Regions from separate parts of the Gossypium raimondii genome. Here region 2 is linked to region 1. The links are chromatin contacts, called in public Hi-C maps. All regions are on one chromosome and are shown on one strand. Each heading gives the region's core, a stretch centred on a gene start, on an enhancer-like site or on the middle of the called end of the contact. The rest is flanking DNA. Distances are from core to core; before and after follow the strand shown.

Region 1 (4,684 bases), core at 678-3,177:
GAAACTTCTCCTCCATCTCCATTAGCTTGTTCCTCAAATCATTCTTTCCATGAATCAGTGTGGCCTTAACATCTTCCAAGGTCTGAATCTGGGCTTGAAGCTCATCAGCCTCAGTTCTAAGTCTCTGGATAAGAGCTTCCTGAGATGAGAATGCAGTTTCTAAGCTGATTACCTTGTTCACAAGTTCATCAACCTTCTCCACCATTTCTGCTACAGTCAAAGATTCACAAAGGCCAACCTCAAATTGCTCCTTTATCTTTGGTATCGAGGTCTCCATCTCCTTTCTCTTCTGGGTAGTATCACTCGCTTCTTGTTCAAATTTTTTAGACCTTTCTGCTACTATTCCTGAGTTATGTACATCAGATGGTCGTTCCCAACCGACTTCAGTTAAGTGAAACTTGTTCTTGAGAGAATCCAGTTTCTCCCTGGCATCCTTGATCCTTTTCTGCTCCACTTCTGCTTCCACGACTGACCTCTCTTGCTTCTCCTGCATCTGAGCCAATGTCTCTTTGCATGATTGTAAAGCTTTCGCTGTCATAAGGGTTCGAGCTTCATCATCTTCAATGACCTTACCTTCACCGAATTCATCTTCCAAACTGTAAACTTTCTCTTGCAATGCTTTTATCTCATCTTCTATTTCCCAGTACTTGGCTAGTCCACTCTCATAAGAGCCCTTAACAAACTCTTTTTCAGTCTGCAATGCCAGGATTCGTTTCTGAAGCTTATGAATCTCTTCAAGCCCCTCAGCCTTGGTCAAACCAGATTTAGGAACCGCATCAGTAGTGACTTTCGTTGGTTTCTTAGGTTCCGTTTTCTTCGTGGCTGATGTTATTAAACTCTTCAAATCTTTGACAGGAAGGTCTGGAACCTTGGGGACATCGCCTTTATAGTTTACTGGAGACTTTGTGAATTTGGGTGAGCCATATTCCTCGTCATCAACCATTGCAAACTGAGCCTGTTCCGGACAAACAGAAGCAATTGTGTTGTTTGCATTTTGCAGCTCTGTTGATATATGATCGTACCGTTCGGCTAAGGCACGGTAAGCTTTGTAAAATTCTTCCACAAATTGAATCAATTCTGGCCTCTTTTTGTAGTACATTTCTGCTCTCTTGGCAAACGAATCTCCATCTTCGTCAATGAGTTTAATCACAATGGATACCTTTTCCTCAATATCTGCAATTCATTGTGTTTTCTTAGACAGCTTTCCAGTCATACAGATATTGCTCGAGTGTCTCAAAGCCAAATGCAATGCTTAGAAAGGTAAGTTTGTTTAATGGATTCTTTATTTTTCTTAGATTTCCTTTATTTGTTTCAATACAATGGATTGATCAACTATGTTAATCGAACTCTATTTGTCAATCTGCATTTACAATGTGTTATTTATATAAAAGATTATTAGAAAAAAGACTGGAAACTCATACCCAAATTCCAGCTTTCATTCATAAATTAAAAATCCAATAAAATGGGGAAAGCAAATATATCAGCCCAAACCCAGAAATGATTATACTTTCGACAACAATTTAATGAAAAAAATATCAAGTAACAGATGAATTACCTTTAAGGTTTTGTTCCATCCATTTCGACTGTTTTGTTCTAATATGGCTAGCCCACCACCATGAATAAGCATTGCTAGCAGCTCTTTGCAACATATTTTCAAACCCTTAAAAACCTTTTGGATCTTGGAATACAAAAAAACACAAGTAGAAAAGATGTATAAAGAAACTTTGGAAATGTAAAAGAAGACCCCCAAAAGCATGCAAGACTCTCTTTTAACTAAATTATAGAACAAAGCGAAGACATGGAAACCATTAAAGAATAAGCGAAGAAAGAGAAAAGAAAAGAAAGAAAATCTTAGATTTTGACGATTCAAAGAAATCTACAAGAAAAGATATTTTGGTTTTTGTTAAGGGATCATGGCGAGGAGCAATCTTCGCCCGAATATTTTGTTCCGTCCTATTAAAATAAACCATGAAAACGGCACTGCCATGCCAATGCACATCAAAGAAAAACAGTTCAAAAGTTTCACCCACTGACCTGTCTCCACGTGTACTCACTTTTTTTTGCTTCTGCACTTGCCATTTCACTAATTTACTTTTGATTTATGCTTTTCATTTTCTAAAAATGACAATAATTAAGTTTTATTTCATTTTTTCCAGTAATTTATTTATTTACCAAAACAAAACCCACTTCAGTTTTTAAAACTGTTTCTTTTTCTTTTTTCACTAAATAAATAAACTTTTAAATTAGGGTGTTTTAATTCTAATTTTCATATATTATTAATAATATTATTATTGTCTCAATTACAACAATTAAAAATATAAATCTCACCCTCATGTACTTTCTTTCAATTTTCATCCATAATTCTAAATTTTTATATAAAATATTTATTTCACAACTTTATTTCGAGTTTTTCTTTATAAAGAAAAGTTATCATAAGCAAAGTTAATGTGTCAGTCCAACAACCGACTTGGAATCTCATCTAAAGTACTAAACAGTAAAATAAAAAATTGTTGATAGTTTTCGAAATTAGAATTTAGTATTCATATTTTTATTTCATGGAATTTAGGCTTTTTATTTTTATGTAAAAATTATCATAGTAACTAATTTAATAAAAAAATTTAACATTGTTAACAATTGGACCTAAATTTCATGAAATGAAAGTACAGGGACTGAATTCCTAATTTTAGAAAAGTACAGGGACTTATAGCACATTTTAACCAAATAAAGAACAAAAGGATGCTTTATTATAGAGTGCTCATAGAAAAAGGTTTTTTTTTTTTTTGGTGGGGGGGGGGGAACCCATTTTTAGAAATATATATTTTATATTTGTTTAACCATTATTTTGGCCGTCTGCAGCCATATGTCATTTAAGATGCATTTGCTGGATTTTGACCAAATGAAGGAAAAAAAAATTCAATCCTCGAGACAGCTAGGGCTGTCCATGGGCCCGGCTCTAGCCCGGACCTATTTTTGGGCTGACCCATTCAAAACTCTCATTTTACTGTTAAAAAAATAAAAGATTAAAAAAATATTTTTAATTAATATTTTATATATTTTGCAATTAAATTGGAACTGGTGTATGATACAAAATTATTGTTTAAACCTAACCCGACTACTACTCAATCTTTAGACAAATCTAGATAGAAATCATAACTATTGTGAAATTCATCGTGGGTAGCTCTAAACAGAAAAATCTAAAAAGTAAAAGATTGACTTAAATTGTAATGTTGAGTTGGATTTTTTAATTTAATTTAGTTATTATTTAAAATTATTTAGTTGTTCACAAATTAAATAAATATATTTATATTCAAATAAAATAAATTTGTATTCTTTATTTATATTTTATGATTAATTTTAATTTTTATAATATAAGTAATTTTTTATCTAGTTGTGTAATGATGCTCACTATTATCCATACTTTACACGGTTCGCACTTTGAATTCGTGTATCCTTCCATGAGACCGTATGATGTATATTTTAGGAATAATAATTTAAATAGGAGGAAGTGAAATTATATATAAAGAAAAGGAGGTTTATAAGTTGAAGTAGAAAAGGATGATAGATAGGCAATTGTTAGCATCAACCTCCAAGTTTGAAGAATAATGTGAAATTATGGGCTGCATGCATGAATGGTCAAAAGAAGAGAAATAAGGAGGAGGGAGGAGGGAGGCCTTCAACTATTGCTTTTTTAATTATTTCAACTCAAAAGGATCTCAAGCCTTGGAAACTCAAAGCTTTCGAAACAAAAACGTGACGGGCGTGGTCCCCGCAATTTTAGTCTCTCCTAGTTACAAAATATTCAGTTTAACTCTTTTTTAAACAATTTTTTAATCGTTGCCCCCTAAACTTTTAATATTTTGTCGCCCTAGTGTTATTTTCATTGCCGATGCCCATGGTTAAGTGGGTTAGACATAAGACCCAAGCTGCTGGAATTGATTTCATCACTCTGCACGATTTGAACATCCAAGAGCCGCAGATGAAGGCAGACAATAGAAAACTATAGGAACCGTGTGGAGCACCATCGCAGCTACACAGGAATCTTTAATCCAATATCTAATCATATTTATTCTACAGCAGCGCATTCTTGCAAATAAGAAAATTTTGAACAACTGGCATGGAATACTTCTTATTGTGCCAAGTGTACATACGGATTCTTTTTAAAGTTTTTTAATTATATAAATTTTATGATTAACCAAGTAATTTCTAAATAATATGGTAAATCTAATATAGTATTATAATTATAATTACTTAAATATTTTATTATATTGTATATTTTATGCTTATACAATATTAATATGTACAACACTATCTATGTTTACATAATTTAATTCAATTAACCCAGATTTTTTTAAATCCTATTATTTAAATTCTTTTCAATCTTATTCCATCTACTCTCATTATTTTTATATTTTAAATATTTTGAGTTTAAATTTTATATTAATTCCTTTAACGGGTTCTATATTTTCATTTTCACTATTAAAATAACTCATTTACCTTTTTTTCAAAAATTTTAAATAATATTTTGTAAATAAAGTGAAGTTATTTCATATCAAGTTTTATCTATTTGAATTTATTTACTTATAAGGTTTCGAATTTTTTCCAATTAGAAACTTACGATTTTCGTAATTAAAATTAGTTGTATTATTTGAGGGTATTTTAAATCTTCTCATTATCACTCAATCAA
Region 2 (4,684 bases), core at 1,196-3,695, 140 kb before region 1:
CGAGATGGATTAGTTGGTATAAATTATGTGTTTTAACTATTAGGCTTGATAACGTTAATAAGTTATCATAGGGTAGATGAGATCGAAAGATAAAGTTGAACCGAGTAAATCGTAATTTATCCTAGTTAAAAAAGTGATGTAGGGAGATAATCGAGTATCAACCAATCGGTTAAGTTAATTAGAGCCAGAAGGTAATAATTGCTTAATCGATAACTAATTCATTCTAGACTCCCAATCCGAAGTTAGTTGCAAATCTTGAAGCGAGTTAATCTTCGTGATTGGTTTATCGGTTTAATTAATTAATTAATTAATTTCTTTATTTTTGTTAGTTATTTATTTTTAGTCCTCTTAATATATTTTATGATCCATCGTGATATAGGAATTAACTATTACTACTTAGACTTAATATTGTAAAAAGTATTTTCATTATTTTTTCCATCCTCCTTAGGTACAATCCTTGGAATACTTCCGGTATTTCGTTGTACAACTACATTACAATTTGACCCATGTACTTGTGAACAACGCCGTTGTCAATTCTTATATTTTTTGTGTTATATTTATTCTATAAATGATAACTCGTTTATAGGCGGCCACAATCCAACTAGTCGAGGATGTTCATTGTGGTAAGAATATGGACTTGATAGATCAAAGTGCTAAGGAGACCCTTTGAAAATACTAGAGGTGCAAAAAATCGATATGAAGCCTATTGAGTCATTAATGGGGCTACCACCTATTAGAGATATGGGTTGTGCATTAGACTTGAGGGGAAAAGTGGTGATGCAAACTAGGTAGTTAGATTGAGTAAATACTACGAGTGAGGTACATCTTAAACACTTATCTAGTGTTTTGCATTATGACTTACTGTTAGCTTGGCAAAGACACATGGACCCTTTCAGAGTTCTGGAGTGGGTAAGCCAAGGGGCTTACAAACCAGAGTTAGCGGCAATACTCAAGGTTAACCTGGTGTTTAATGTGAGGGTGGTAAAGCCTATTTGTAAGGATCAAGGGAATCCTAATCGAGGAAAGTCACGATAGGGGCAAGTAAGAATGGTGACCTCTTATGATTGAGATGTACAAAAGAGAAAAACAATGAGTTAAGTGACGACGGAGACAAAAGCCAAATAAAAAGTTTTAAGGGGCAGAACTACCTGAAGGAGAGACTAGTTGAGAATCAATCGAGGCATTGAGGCAGTTCTGAAATGAGTCAAACTAGTGCCATTCCGAAGACGTGATGAGGGTGTCTCGAGAATGAGTGGGGGAATGGCACAGGCTAATGAGTGGGGGAATGGCACAGGCTGCGAATCAAAACCCATAACCATTGCGTATAAAAATGTCTCATGGAGGTCAACTAATTAAATGAGGCTCATTTGACCCACTTGAACTGGCCCGATTCGTGGAACATATGGAGAAACTCATCTAATAGAAGCCTTGGTGGCTTAGTGAAACACTCTAGTAAAACTAGAGTTACAATGGTAATTATTGTAAATCATAACGAATAAAAATGTATATAGTTAAATCCATTAGAACTCTCATATTGTAGATTGGCACTAATATCAACCGTTAATGTAATTCGATCTGCATTGTTGGATTTGAGGGAGCTTAACTATAAATAGAGGTCTTCCCCCTCATTTGTATTCATCTCATGGTACTTCATTCATTCTTGAGTTAAAGAATTTATTGAGAGCATTTACTCAAACACCTTGTGTCCATTGTTTTCTTATGACTTTTCAATTCTCTCGATTCTCTTTCATTTCATGTTGCTTTCGCTTTATTTTCGATGCCTTAGAGAATTTTTATCAATGATTCTTACTTTGCGAGAGTTAAATTGACTTAGACGGATTTTAACCCAAGAAATCATATAAGGCCACATGGATTGCAAGACTGATGTTCTAGCCCCATGACAAACAAATCACATACATGACATACGCATATGATAGGATTCGAGACCCACATATAGCAATTGAACAGGTTAAGACTCAAAAGCTCCGCTTTAACCAACAAAGCCAATACACAACTTAAATAATTTTTAAGTTAAAATATATCACAAGTCCCTGTAATTTTTAAGATTTAGTCTCTCTACTTTTAGATTTCAAAATCCAATTTGAATTTTTAATATTATTCTTTTGTTAAATATATTGATGTGATATTTCAAAAAAAACTCACTTGGTAACTATGCAACTAAAATATATATTATAATGAACTTGAATTTAACAAAATAAATTTAACAATATTAATAGTTTGATAAAAATTTGGAATCAAAAGTAGAGGAACTAAATTTCTAGAAATAAAAGTATAAAGATTAAATTTCAAATTTACTAAGAGTAAAGGGACTTATGACACAGTTTAACCAAATTTTATTAACATTTAAATATAAAATATTAATAGATTTTAAAATTTAATAGCAATCCGAAGCTGCCCCTCCCTAGCCCCTACGGCCTACTGTATAATTTTTCACTATTACCATCATTTTAATGGAAAATTTTCACTCTTACTTTTAGCTGCAAAGATATTTGTATTTTCTGGAAGGACTCCATAGATTAGACAGTGAGAAAGAATGCTATGCTCGTACAAGCTTTGGGTACAAGCTAGTTATCCTCCTCACTTGAAACTACTAAATCAGAATTCCAATATTCCAATCCCTAAAACAAAGACCCAATTCCAAAGGAAGTCTCTTGACGGTAGATTTGACGATATTGATGACGATGCTGATGGTTCTGGGTTAAGGAAATTTGCATTGCCATCCCATGTTAAATCCATTACAAGCACTTCAAACCCATTTGTAAAACACTGTCTTAAGCTCAAGAACAGCTCTTCCTATCGCCATTCTCATGCTTCTGCTCTTGTTGTGGGCACTACTCCTATCAGGTAACCTTTCTATTCAAAGTTATAGTTTGGGTCTCTTTGAATTTTCAGTTAATTGCCCAAAACCTCAAATGGGTTGCTTTTATGTCATGCTATTTGCTTTCTGGTACTTCAGTTGCATAGAAATGGAGAACGAACGAAAAGATAACATGAAATTGTTCAATCCCGTCCCCCTCTCTCCTCCAAATATACTAATTGAGAAATATGATTTGGCTTTTCAAGTGCATTTTAACTATATTATTATGTTCTTTCGACCAATATTTTCTGCTCCGTTAGCTTGTTGGTTTTGTTTTGAGGATTATGAAACTTACAATTTTGTAATCAAGTTCTAAGTTTTCTCTTCCAGTAGTCTTGTTGCTAGCTAGTGTGTTCTCAACCATGAGGACTGAATTGGGTTCAGACCTTTAGGGTTTATACCTATGTTAATTAAGGAGTTTTTTGCCTTGCCAAACAAATAGGAAATTGTTTCTTCGTTTAATGCTAGATAAGTTCTGGTTTTGAACTAAAGAAAACTATAACTTTGTGGTTTGTCATAAGTTCCTTTATCAAACAATAGTTTCACACTTCAATATTAGTTGATGAACTACTTTGTTTGGTTAGATTATTTGTTACTCCAACCATTTTTATTTTTTATATTTTTCCACTCTTCCTTGTAATCAAAATAATTCCATTTAGTCTATCATTTTAGTTACCTATAGGATCTTACATTCAAGAGCCTATGGATCTCGTATTTGTCTGACCATTTATACTCATGTGAGAAGCCTTGTATCAAAGTTGTGCCGTTCTTTACTGCTGTATGTTAATTGTTCGAAACTTGAGTCATTCCCTGTCAACTGCTGACCCTGCCAAGGTGGCTTATTTTCTTTCATCAGTTATCAGATGATTATTTCCTTCTTTCGTCATTATGTACATAACTCATTTCATTAATGAGTAACAAAACCTCAAATGGATTTCTTTTATTTTATGCTATTTTCTTTACGTTACTTTAGTTGCTTAGAAATGGAGAAAGAACATAAAGGTAACAGGAATATGTCCAGTCCCACCCCCTCTTTTAATTATACTAACTGCGAAGTATGGTTTTCTTTGTTTACTCTTGTGTTCATTTGAACTATATTCTTATTTTCTTTCAATAAAGATTGTAGTATATGCTTCTCTGTTAGCTTGCTGGTGTTATTTTGAGGGTTCAGAAACTTTTTTTCTTTAGCAGTTCTTCAACTGGCTTCATGGTTTCGTATCAGCTTATTAGAAATGCGGTGGTTCTGTTCTGCAGTCTGATTCTAAGTTTTCTCTACCAATAGTCTTGTTGCAACCATGAGTATTGAATTAGGGCCAGAACTTTGGGCTTTACACCTATGTCAATTAAAGAGTTTGTTTCCTTTCCAAACAAAAAGTAAAAGGCTTCTAGGTTCGATGCTATATCAGTTTTGATTTTGAACCAAAGAAAACTGTAATATTGTGGTTTGTCATAGGTTCATTTATCAAATAATAGCTTCACACTTAAATTCTTGCTTACTTTGCTTGGTTTTGTTATTTTTCTTCAAGCAATTCTTCTTTCATTCTTCCTTGTTATCAAAACAATTCCATTTAGTTTATAGCTTTAGCTACCTATAGAACCTCTCATGTAAGAGCTTATGGATCTGGTATTTGTCTGGAGTAACAATGTTACTCGTATAAGAAGCCTCTTATCAAAGTTGTGCTGTGTTCTACTTCATTATGTTGATTGTTTGGAACTTAAGTCATTGACCAGCAGCTGCTGTTTATGTTGAGGTGGGCTTTGTTTCTTTCCGGTTATCAGATGATTATTTCCTTTTTCTTTCACTAT

The links. Hi-C and Micro-C count contacts between places; a contact is called where the count stands out from the background.
Region 2: a Hi-C map of leaf shows a contact between it and region 1, with 2.0 times the contacts expected there. The contact joins the promoter of LOC105804133 here to the promoter of LOC105804139 in region 1. A contact is called at or near these places in 2 of 2 Hi-C or Micro-C datasets (both in leaf).

Annotation. Positions count from the first base shown.
Region 1 is chr11:33,961,366-33,966,049 of ASM2569854v1, reverse strand. It overlaps LOC105804139 (protein NETWORKED 2D), which reads right to left and starts at 1,927. Exons shown (of 2, transcript XM_012636626.2): 1 at 1,556-1,927; 2 at 1-1,173. The coding sequence starts at 1,649.
Region 2 is chr11:34,104,219-34,108,902 of ASM2569854v1, reverse strand. It overlaps LOC105804133, which reads left to right and starts at 2,445. Exons shown (of 4, transcript XM_012636622.2): 1 at 2,445-2,865. The coding sequence starts at 2,555.